Linked DNA regions of Mus musculus: region 2 is linked to region 1. Evidence: chromatin contacts called from public HiChIP or PLAC-seq data. All regions are on one chromosome and are shown on one strand. Each heading gives the region's core, a stretch centred on a gene start, on an enhancer-like site or on the middle of the called end of the contact. The rest is flanking DNA. Distances are from core to core; before and after follow the strand shown.

Region 1 (4,878 bases), core at 2,013-4,512:
AAGAGGGTGAGTTTGCAAAATCAATTCAAGTGCGCCAAAGGTTACCCTGCTCTCTTTTCCTCCACTCAAGAGTTAAAAAGTCGAAAGGGCTTGGAAGACCCTTGCTTTCTGCTGACTTGACAGAACAGGGGACTGAGGGTCAAGTTTACAGTGGGCAGCTGCCTCACCCTCAAAAGCTCGCACCAGAACAGAAGCATCCTATGCAGCCAGCCAAAGCCACATATCACCTTGAGGCCTCCGCCTTAAGCAGGGGTACAAATAAATAAATAAATATATTTTTTTAAAAATCCCGGTGAAATTCTGGTAAGCAAACGGGGAAAGGAGGAGAGGCAGGAAGCCAGCCCAGGAGCTAAGCAAACCATAGGGAACTCCCCATCATTGCATTTATTATTCCAGACTGACATCCCCCCCCCCCCGCCCCTTATTCTCTCTGACCTCCACGTAAGGACTTTCGCCTCTAAACTCTGAATTTTAAAAACTTCAAATGCTGTAAAAGTACCCACACACAAATGAAAGACCTGAGAAAGGGGGGGGGGGGAGATTCACTTTGAAATCCAAGGTTTATCAGCTTTCAATTTGCCATCTGGAGTAAACCCACTGGATGCCCAATTGCCTCTGCCTGTATCTCTCTTCCTTTCTCAAACCACAGCTCAAATCACTAGGAGTCCCAGTGAAACCTGTTGCCTGGACCTAAGATGAGCGCCCCCTCCCATTGGCCCCACCCCTGCCTCCTCCGCCAGGAAGCAGGCTGTGCCTTCCTTCTACAAGCCAATCCCAATGCCACAGGCTGTGCTCGGCTGACAAAGAAAGTTCCATTTACTCTGCATTGGAGTTTCTTTGCAAGGTCCCTTGGCGGGAGGCTGCCCTCTCAGGGAGCCGACCCCCCTCCCCCCAACCTTGGCTTGGCAGCGTCTGAAGCTGCAATGGGACAGACACTAAAAAGGAAACCCCCAAAACCAGCCACCGCAGCAAACTTCTGAGCCAACTCGCTAGCTGTTTAAAAGTACCCAGTTCTAGCACAGAAGCAAAAGAAGGCGCTGTCCCTTTAAACAGGGCTGTCAATGCCCAGACCGGTACTGAAAAGGGGCAAACAACAACTATTTAGAAAAAAAAAAAAAAAGCAACCTACCGTCTTGGAATCTAACTCATGGTGGGGCTGACCTAATACTTTATCTACACTTGCTGGGTCTGCGAAGGTGACGAAACCGAAGCCTCTGGAAGGAGACAAAGAGGGAGAAAAACAAACAAAATGTGACACTACTGAGCGCAACAAGGAGACCCTATATGTAGACTAGGATGCGAATGTTGCCCCCACGCACCCCCCATCCCCACCAGCTCCCTCTATTCTCCTCTAACCCACAGCCCTCTGCCTCAAGAGGTAAAAATACCAAGGTTAGTGGGGGAAGCGGGACGAGGGGGCAGGGCGGCTGGAGGTAACTTGGAAAATGCTGGTGTCTCCACTCTGGCCGCCTCAGTTTCCTCTCCTCCTCTTCCCTTTCTTAAGGCTTTGTTTTATTCCGAAGGAAAACGGACACTAAGATATTCATTCACCTCCCAAAGAGGGGACTTCAGAGTTTGGGAGTGTGCAGAAGGCATACATTCAAATTTTTAAATTAAAAAAAAAAAAAAAACTATGTGGAAAGTGGGTGAACTGAATGTCATTTTAAACAAGAGAACAAGAAGCGACAGGAAAATGACTTCAAGCGGGAGAGATGGGCGTCTCTGAATCCAGAGTTCGGCCCTAATTAACAATAACCTTTGGGGTTATGGGGGGGGGGAGCGACGTTCCAACCAGCCACGCGCCTGAGCCCCATTCTAAATCCGCTTAGCTACTTCCGAAGACACCTCCAAAAATAAAACTAAAACTTTGTTCTAAAATAAAGGCAAAATCGAGAAGGGAATGCGTTACCTGGAGCGTTTCGTTGTGGGATCTCTCATGACCATACATTCTCTAATTTCTCCAAATTTGCTAAAATAGTCTCTAAGGCTATCTGTAGAGAGAGAGGGAGAGAGAGAGAGATGGGGGGGTGGGAGAAGGTGTGGAGGGGGGAGCAATGCAATTTTTTGATCAAGGACAAAAAGCAAAAGTAGTTTTCTGTTGTTATTCTGTTTTGTTTTTGCAATATTTTTGCACACGAGGGGGAAATTCAGCAACAGAGGTCGCGTAGAGGGCTCGGAAAGGATTTGCTATTTAAAAAAATAACCTTGCACAGGAGAAGTGGGGAGCCAATGGCGGGGTGGGGGGGCTCTTACACTGGGATAACAAAGAGCAATAAAGAAGCCAAGAAGGGGGGGACCCAGGCGTCCCCCCCTCCCTCCCTTACCTGGTGAGGTCTGCCAGCTCAGTCCACCGATAAACATTTTACTAGAGGGAGAAAACATAACCGAAGTGAGCACCGATGTCAGATCGGCCATTTTGACGTGTAACTTACAAAAGCTAAAAGGAAAGCTGGGGGGGAGCGGGCGAGCGCGAGCCTGGAGGTGGGCTGGGGGAGAAGGTGGCGGCCCCACGCCACCCCAAGGTGCGCGAGTGCCCCAAGGGTGCGCGCGGGGGCGCGGGGGGCGCGCGAATGCCCCGCTCCGCACCGTCGCCCGCACAGCCCCGAACGAGCCCGCGGCGGCGCGGTGGGCAGCGGCTGGAAACTTACCCGGGGTCGTGCTGGGAGTCGTTGGCGCTGCCCGAGGTGCCTGGGCTCCCATTTGCCTCCATAGCGGAGCCCCCCCGCCCCCCCACCCCCGACACACCGAGCCCCACAGCGAAGCGGAGCGCAGCGGCGGCCGGCTCCGAGCCCCAGATCTCCGTCCCTCCTCCCCCGCCTCCTCCCCCCGCCCGGCGGCTGCGAAGCTCCGCGAGCGCCGAGCCGGGCCAGCGGCGAGAGCCCGTCACACGTGGGCTCGGCTCAGCTCAGCCCCGCCGCCTCGCACACCCCCCGTCCCCGCCCCCCCGGCCCATCCCCACCTCTCCCCCTCCTCCTCCCCACCCCCATCTCCTCCTCCTCCTCCCCCTCCTCCCCGCGCACGTGGGGCGGAGTTCTAGAACGTCGTGTAACCAATGCGGTGACGTCACGCACCCCGTTCGGTCCCCCGCCTGTCCGCGCGCGCACACGCTCGGCCCCCCGCGGCAGCGGGACCCATCAGGGGCGGCGCGCGAGCCCCGCGACTCGAGTGGGGGGGTTGGCCACGCCAAGCAGGCGGGGAGACGGGAAGCGCACCCCGAGTCGGCTCAGATCACATGGGCTGGGTGTGGGGGAGGGGGAGGCGCGGGGAGCTCGGCCCGGGCTGTTCGCTGGGCCGGGAGGCGGCAGCGCCCCCGGGCCCCCCTAGTTCGGACTATTCATTCAAGTTCCTGGGGCCCTGCGCCCGATTCGGAGGTGGCACCCGCCGCCCTCCCTGCCTCTGTGCCCCCGTTTCCAGCCACCGCGCGGAAATTTAGGTCAAGGACGCCGGGAGCACACCCACACCCTGCGCTCCCAGGGCAGTCCTCGAGAACCCCGGGATCTGGGGGGCTTGCGGATGGAGGAGACCCTCCTGCACGAACACCAGCCACAAGTTTTATTTTCCCTTCGCGCGGCAAGTTCTCTGGCTCCCGCTCCACACTGGCACGTCCTGCACGGCTCCCCGCCCTTCCCCGCCAGAGGTACGGAGCCGTGCCCGCGAAGGTTATTTCGGAACTTTGAGAAACTGACGCGATAGATAACAGGGGGCGAGGAAGCAACCAGACAGGGCTTGCGCCTTACTCAGACCGCGATTTGAAAATATAATAAAGTGGGCTTGTAGGGGTCAAGGTCAAATGATTGGGGTTCAAAGCAAATGTTCATGGAGATTGAGTAGCAGTTTGGGAGTATCCCGAGGGTGGTTAAGATAGGTGCTTATTTCAGAAAATCCCTCGACCATTCATCCGTTATCTAATTTATTTATGTTTAAAGTTACTAGGGCTTCCTCTGTAAAGAGTGTAAGCGCCAGGAGTGAAATGGCTCTCTATCTCCCAAGACCTGCGGTAGGTCTTGGAGATAACAAAGCACCTTACCCCTAGTTTTTGGAACTAGGAGCCTCACAGATTCTGACACTTAGTAGGTGTTTGGTAAAAGTTCCCTTTCTCCCCTGGCAAAGTGTAAACTCCAAAGGATTGGTGACTGTAGCTTCCCGGGGGAATCGCACACTTCGTATTCCAGGCTGGCCAGATTCAGGCTGTATTCAATTTATGGAGTATTTAAAACAGTACGGATACAATTATCCTTATTGTTTTAAATTATTACAATAAACCAAGTTAATATGGCATGAGGGGCAACATAAAGTTGTGGTTCATCAAATCCCTGGGTTAATGTTAAGCATGCATTGATGCACAATTAACACTTTCCCATTAATTTTCATAGGATTAGGAGACAATGGAATTCACTCATCACCAAAACTATGCCGTGTCCATTGTGGGTTTGGAGACATTTGGAAAAATCTCAACACAGCCAAAGCTTTTGAGTGGTCAGACTGTCAATCTCTCTGTCCCCTAAACTGGGGTAGTGCCTCTCTGACAGCATGGATGGGCGGAGCATTTGTAGTGAACAATGTAACAATGTCAAAGTCCCTTTTTAAAATTGTGTACTTACATGGACTGTGTTTATTATAAATTGTGAATATGATTTTTAGAAGGCACTTCATAAGACTTCAGACCACAAACCCTGCTGTTTCCCAACACTCCAAACAAACTGATTTTTGAATCATCTGGGTTCCCATGTGTTAAAGAGCTGCATGTTTTTATGATGGTAATTGTTTTTTTGCGATTATTCTCAATCACAAAGTACAGGCAACACAGCTAATTGGATTATATTTTGGATTTTTACCGCAGAACCACAGATCATCAGAGCTAGAAAGGCCTTTCTTTAC
Region 2 (5,105 bases), core at 1,946-4,445, 540 kb before region 1:
CGGGAGAGTGGGCAGCAAGGACCCGGGAGACTTGTCTCAGCTTTGAGACTCTTGTTCTTTGGAAGCTTAAAAAGAAGCTAGTGCCAGTGGGGTCCGTTGTACGTGAAGAGCTTGCTTTCTGGGCTCTGGGTTTGGCAGATGTTAGAGCCTAGGTGTGGTTGCTTTGTCCAGGAGCTGCTGTTTGTTAGAATGACAGACAAGGTGAGAGGAGATGATGGGGGGGTGCTATAGTGATCCCCCAATTCTAGACATCTTAAGAGCCCTAGAACAGTGACAGTGGGGAGCCTGGAGAGCCAGTAAGAACAGCTGCTGTGTGCCAGAGACGGCCATGGTCCTTTACTCGATGACTTAAGGACTTCAGTGGTAAGCAGTGCAGTCGCCCATCTCACAGCTGACAAAGCTGAGCCCCAGAGGGTTACTGCTGTCCCCAGTGGCCAAGGCTGGGTGTGAACCCAGGTCATCGTACTGGGTTTTCATCGCTATGTCCTCTCCTCCCTGCTGAGAAGTCAGACTGTATGTAGCTTAGGAAGCTGAGAGTTTGGAAAGTTAGCTGGGTGGGGTAGAGGTCCTCCATGGAGTTCTCAGGTGGTACAAGAGATGCAGGCTGGGGAGTGAAAGTTAGAACCTTCGTGAGACTGCCAGAGAGGTCACGCCTGGAGCAGCTTACGGAGATGAGAGCTAAATGATTTTCTTTCTTCTTCTTCTTTTTTTAATATTTTTTATTACATATTTTCCTCAATTACATTTCCAATGCTATCCCAAAAGTCCCCCATACCCTCCCCCCACTTCCCTACCCACCCATTCCCATTTTTTTGGCCCTGGCGTTCCCCTGTACTGGGGCATATAAAGTTTGCATGTCCAATGAGCCTCTCTTTCCAGTGATGGCCAACTAGGCCATCTTTTGATACATATGCAGCTAGAGTCAAGAGCTCCGGGGTACTGGTGCTAAATGATTTTCTTTTGATTCCTCCTACCCTGCCTCCAGACAGGATTTCTTTGTACAGCCTTGCCTGTTCTAGAGCTAGCTATGTAGACCAGGCTGGCCCAGAATTCAAAAGATCCATCTGCCTCTGCCTCCTGAGTGCTGGAATTAAAGCCACCACCACCTGGCTTGACTTCTGTGTCGTTGCTTGTCTCAATCCTCTATTTCATTTATGTTGCTGTGGCAAAACACCCAAAGGCAAGGACTGGATTGAGAGAAGGCTTATTTGGCTCATGGTGTGAGAGGGATTTTAGTTCACTGTGGCAGGAAAAGGTGTGGCAGAACAGGGCCGTGGGCCTTTCACATCACCTGCATCAGGAAGCAGAGAGAGCTGGTTTAGAGCCAGAGGCAGGTGCAACCTTCCAGGCCTGCCCCTAGTGGCCTAGATCCCACCTGTAAAGAGTAGCTTCTCAAAGCAGTGCCACTAACTGCAGACAAGGAGTTCAACCATACAAGCCTGTGGGGACATTGCAGACCAAACTATAATGTTTATCCCAAAGTACTTAAATAGTTTCAATTACAGTGTGTGTGTGTGTGTGTGTGTGTGTGTGTGTGTGTGTGTGTGTGTGTGTGTGTGTGTGTGTTGCTTGTCCTCTGGGCTCTTCTACTGTAGATCAGAATTTCAGGAACCACAAACATGGGGGCCCAGAAGCTGCTGTCCAAGCGAGGGTCTGCCATCCACACCTCCTTACTTTAGTGAGACTGAGGACAGGACTCTGTTCTAAACAGAGGGAGTGGTGTACGCACAGGAGAAGCAGGGAGGGGGGCCATCTCGAGGAGCTGTTCATCAGTGAGCAGAGAGGAACATGGGTCGGTCATGGGGGCTCCGTGGAGCTTCCAAAGAACACACACACCTTACCCTGCAACTACAGGAGACTCCGTGGGACTATACCACGGCAGGGCACTGGTAGACTGGTATTCTAAAAATCTTTGGCCGCTGAAGGTTAGGTTTGAGAGAAGCTAGTGGTCTGGTCCCTTTCTGTCACCATGTCCCTGGGATGAGCCTGGTAACAGGACAGTTTCAGAGCTCAGATACTGTCCCGCAGGATCCAAAGACGCAGGCCCATCTGCTAGGGTCCTTTGCTTAGGTTTTGCCTGAATGATGCAGCTACATCATTTAGTGACCTGTGACAGGGTCCCGCCCACGTGGGCTGCACGTCCAGACTCCACTAACCCCCCCCCCCTTTCTGGAAAGGCGCATGTCTGAGATCCTTCCCAGCCAGGTAGGTGGTCCAACATCCTGTGGTTACACATGACGTCATCATCCACCTCAGCCTGAAATTCAAGTCTAGGGGTTCCAGGGACTCAGTACCTGAAGATCCTCTTGGCCTCGGTCTCCTTCCCCTCCCCCACTGCTGCTGGGTTCTTCTCTCCATCTGCCTGAGTCCCAGCAGCCCAGGAGGCCCCTCCACAGGCCGCCTGCTGTTTTTGTGTGGAAATTGTTTTACCTCAGCAGCTCATTTCTCCCATTCCTTTCCAACCATAATGGAGTTGCCGGGCTGCCTGCCCTGGGCTGGCCCCCTCCCTCAGTCAGGCAGCTGAGGATGACTTCACCCCAGGGTTCGGAGGAGGATGACTGATGGACTTTCCAGGACCCGTGCCCAGCAGCCCGGGAGACTCTGGAAGAAAAGGAATTCTCCCCATGTCAACCCTCATCCCCTGGGCATCCCAGAAATACAAAAGCTAGAAGGGTCTTAGTCAGAGTTTGGACTCTCCCTGGGCAGTCTGGGTGGATTCCAGATATAACTGAGTTGGGGTGTTTACCTTGCCCCAAACGAAGCCTAGACAAGCCTTCTTCCATTATGGCTGGAAGTGGTGTCTGTGGGACTGACAGATGGGCCTTGGGAGGGAACCAGAGCTTGGGACAGGGACATAAGTGGCAGAGCAATGTGGAGGAGACCGAGCCCTGGGCTCCCCTGCAGGCGCCTCTCTGGATATCCATGTGTGTCTCTGGCTTCGAGCTGAGCTCCCCCTAGCACTTAGCAGCTGGTTATCCGTCTGCTGCTGCCCCCACCCTCCCCTCAGCCCTCCCCTCGTACCCACCGGGCCACCAGCCCAAAATAGAAAAAGGAAAGGAAGTTATTTCCACAAGTTAGCGGCAGACGGAAAAGCTCCCCTCCAGTGAGGGGGTGGAGGGATTCCTGGAGCTGGAGGCCAAATCAAAGCCAGGCCGAGCCCAGCATGGCCCCCACCACCTCCCCGCCGCCTGCTTTCTCCATGTGTCATTTCCCTGATTCAGCAGGACACGTGTCCTGCGGTTGCCACGCAGCAGGCTGCTGGGGAGTCCTGGAGCTCCTGGCCCAGCTCCAGGCTTCCTTCGGGCCTGGGCTTGGGATAGAGCCTGGGGTCAGGGCAGCCAGGCCCTTGGTCCTCTCCTGTCCTGGCTGCTTAGCACAGACACACCTTGTCTGGGAAGAGAGGCCCCATAGAACCCCTTGGGAACAAGACCCTAACTCTGGGCTCCATCTGTTCAAGCTGCAGCTCATGGGGATGTGTGTGTGTGAGTGTGTGTGTGAGTATGTGTGTGTGTGAGTGTATGTGTGCGTGAGTGTGTATGTGTATGTGTGTGTATGTGTATGTATATGTGTGTGTCTGTGAGTGTATATGTGTGTGTGAGTGTGTATGTGTGAGTATGTGAGTGTGTGAGAGTGTGTGTGTGTGTGAGTATGTGTGTATGTATATGTGTGAGTGTGTGTATGTATATGTGTGAGTGTGTGTGTGTGTGTGAAAGTGTGTGTGAGTGTCTTAGTACCTGGGCAGGAGAGCAGCAAGATCTAGAATTTATAACAAAGTACCAGGGGCTCCTCAATGTTCCCTCCCCTTTGCTGGCTATAGTTGAGCCAGAATGTGAACTCAGACCTGCTTATTGTCCAGGAATCTCAGGGAGCTCCCGCCTCAACAAACGAGGACAGAACGGGCTGTCGGCAGGCTACTTGTCTGCTGTTGGGGGTGTGTGGGGTGTGATCGCTATTATTTAACAGTCCAGCACTGTGCCAGCTAGGGACATAGCACAGAAATGTCTGACCCCACCCCCACCCCCCACCCCCCAGTCTGTAGGGGACATTCAGAAAGTCCGTATGTAAGTCTGCAATGTTGACTGGCTGCCTTCCTTCTTGGTCTGCTGTTTCCCTCGTTCAGCAGAATGCATGCCTGCACCTTTGTTCAGAAAGCGGTGTAGGCACTGGATACTCTGAGCAAGATCTCCATCTGCCCAAGGGCCTGGGATGGGCCAACAGAGCTATGGCTAAGCCTGACTATGCCCTGCTCTCCTTACCTCTCATCCCCCAGGATTGATGTCCCAGGCTCCGGACAACCTGCAAGCCAGAGACGCTACAGAAACTGGAACCCACCCCTGCTGGGCAGCCTCCCGGATGACTTCCTCCGAATCCTTCCCCAGCAGATGGACAGCATTCAGGTAAGAGGCTGCCCTCGAACCTCCACCCTACCTGCCTGCCTGTCCAGCATCTCTCCTGGGCTACATCTGTCATGGTCTGTACCAGCCAGTTTTACTTCCTGGTTTTCAAGCTCAGGCTGGGCTGCTTCTGTGGATTAGAATTTGTAAGGAAAGAAAGGCAAACCTACAGCCTCGCTTCCCGTCTGGCCTGGCTCTTTTGCTGCAACCATCACCTCAGGCTGGAGGGAGGGAAATGGGGTAGCTAATGGTGGGATTGCTGCTTTCCTTTCCATAGGCTCTTCTTTCAGAAGATGCCCCTGATATTGGGGCATGCAGCTGGCGTAGAGGGACATGTGAGACTGGGAGTCCATGCACAGGTGGCTGAGCTGTTTACAAATTGATTTTCAGGATGATTTAGGTTCCAAAAGAAGGAATGAGGTGACCCTAGGTTGGGAGGAAAAGTCCTTTTGATGTTCTTCCTGCTTCTGCTGCATGGGCAGTTCTGAGCTATCCAGTGAATTCTGGCTAGTGACTGGGTCCCGTTGGGAGGAGGGGACTACATGATGAGACAGGAGGATTTTGGGAAAGCACACCTGCGCATACAGCTGTACATGGATTTAAGTAGGTGATGTGTATGCTCACTCTTCCTCAGGGTCACCCCGGGGGCTCCAAGCCTATGAGTGGAGAGGGAGGCCCACCTCCGGCGCCAGGGCCCATGGCCTGTGACCA

What was found. HiChIP or PLAC-seq counts read pairs in DNA pulled down with a chosen protein or histone mark.
Region 2: a FOXA1 HiChIP or PLAC-seq map of pancreatic cancer cells shows a contact between it and region 1. The contact joins the enhancer-like site here to the promoter of C030037D09Rik in region 1. A contact is called at or near these places in 8 of 39 promoter capture datasets (the C10 cell line, cranial neural crest, frontonasal cranial neural crest and 4 more), 9 of 115 datasets of contacts at active chromatin or transcription factors (bone marrow-derived macrophages, effector CD8 T cells, embryonic basal ganglia and 6 more) and 1 of 9 other capture datasets (embryonic stem cells).

The regions. Positions count from the first base shown.
Region 1 is chr11:88,715,381-88,720,258 of GRCm38.p6, forward strand. C030037D09Rik (RIKEN cDNA C030037D09 gene) reads left to right here and starts at 3,263. Exons shown (of 4, transcript NR_038058.1): 1 at 3,263-3,637. It overlaps Msi2 (musashi RNA-binding protein 2), which reads right to left and starts at 2,849. Exons shown (of 14, transcript NM_054043.3): 1 at 2,649-2,849; 2 at 2,325-2,365; 3 at 1,910-1,991; 4 at 1,130-1,214. The coding sequence starts at 2,710.
Region 2 is chr11:88,178,211-88,183,315 of GRCm38.p6, forward strand. It overlaps Cuedc1 (CUE domain containing 1), which reads left to right. Exons shown (of 11, transcript NM_198013.3): 4 at 4,271-4,397; 5 at 5,029-5,105. Among named protein-coding and RNA genes, the nearest start is that of Mrps23, 24 kb to the right of the region's middle. Within about 2 kb of position 3,196, at least 182 of the 459 cell types and tissues checked have an H3K27ac peak or open chromatin away from gene starts, as enhancers often do. A contact at or near this core is called in bone marrow-derived macrophages and pancreatic cancer cells, where this site is marked.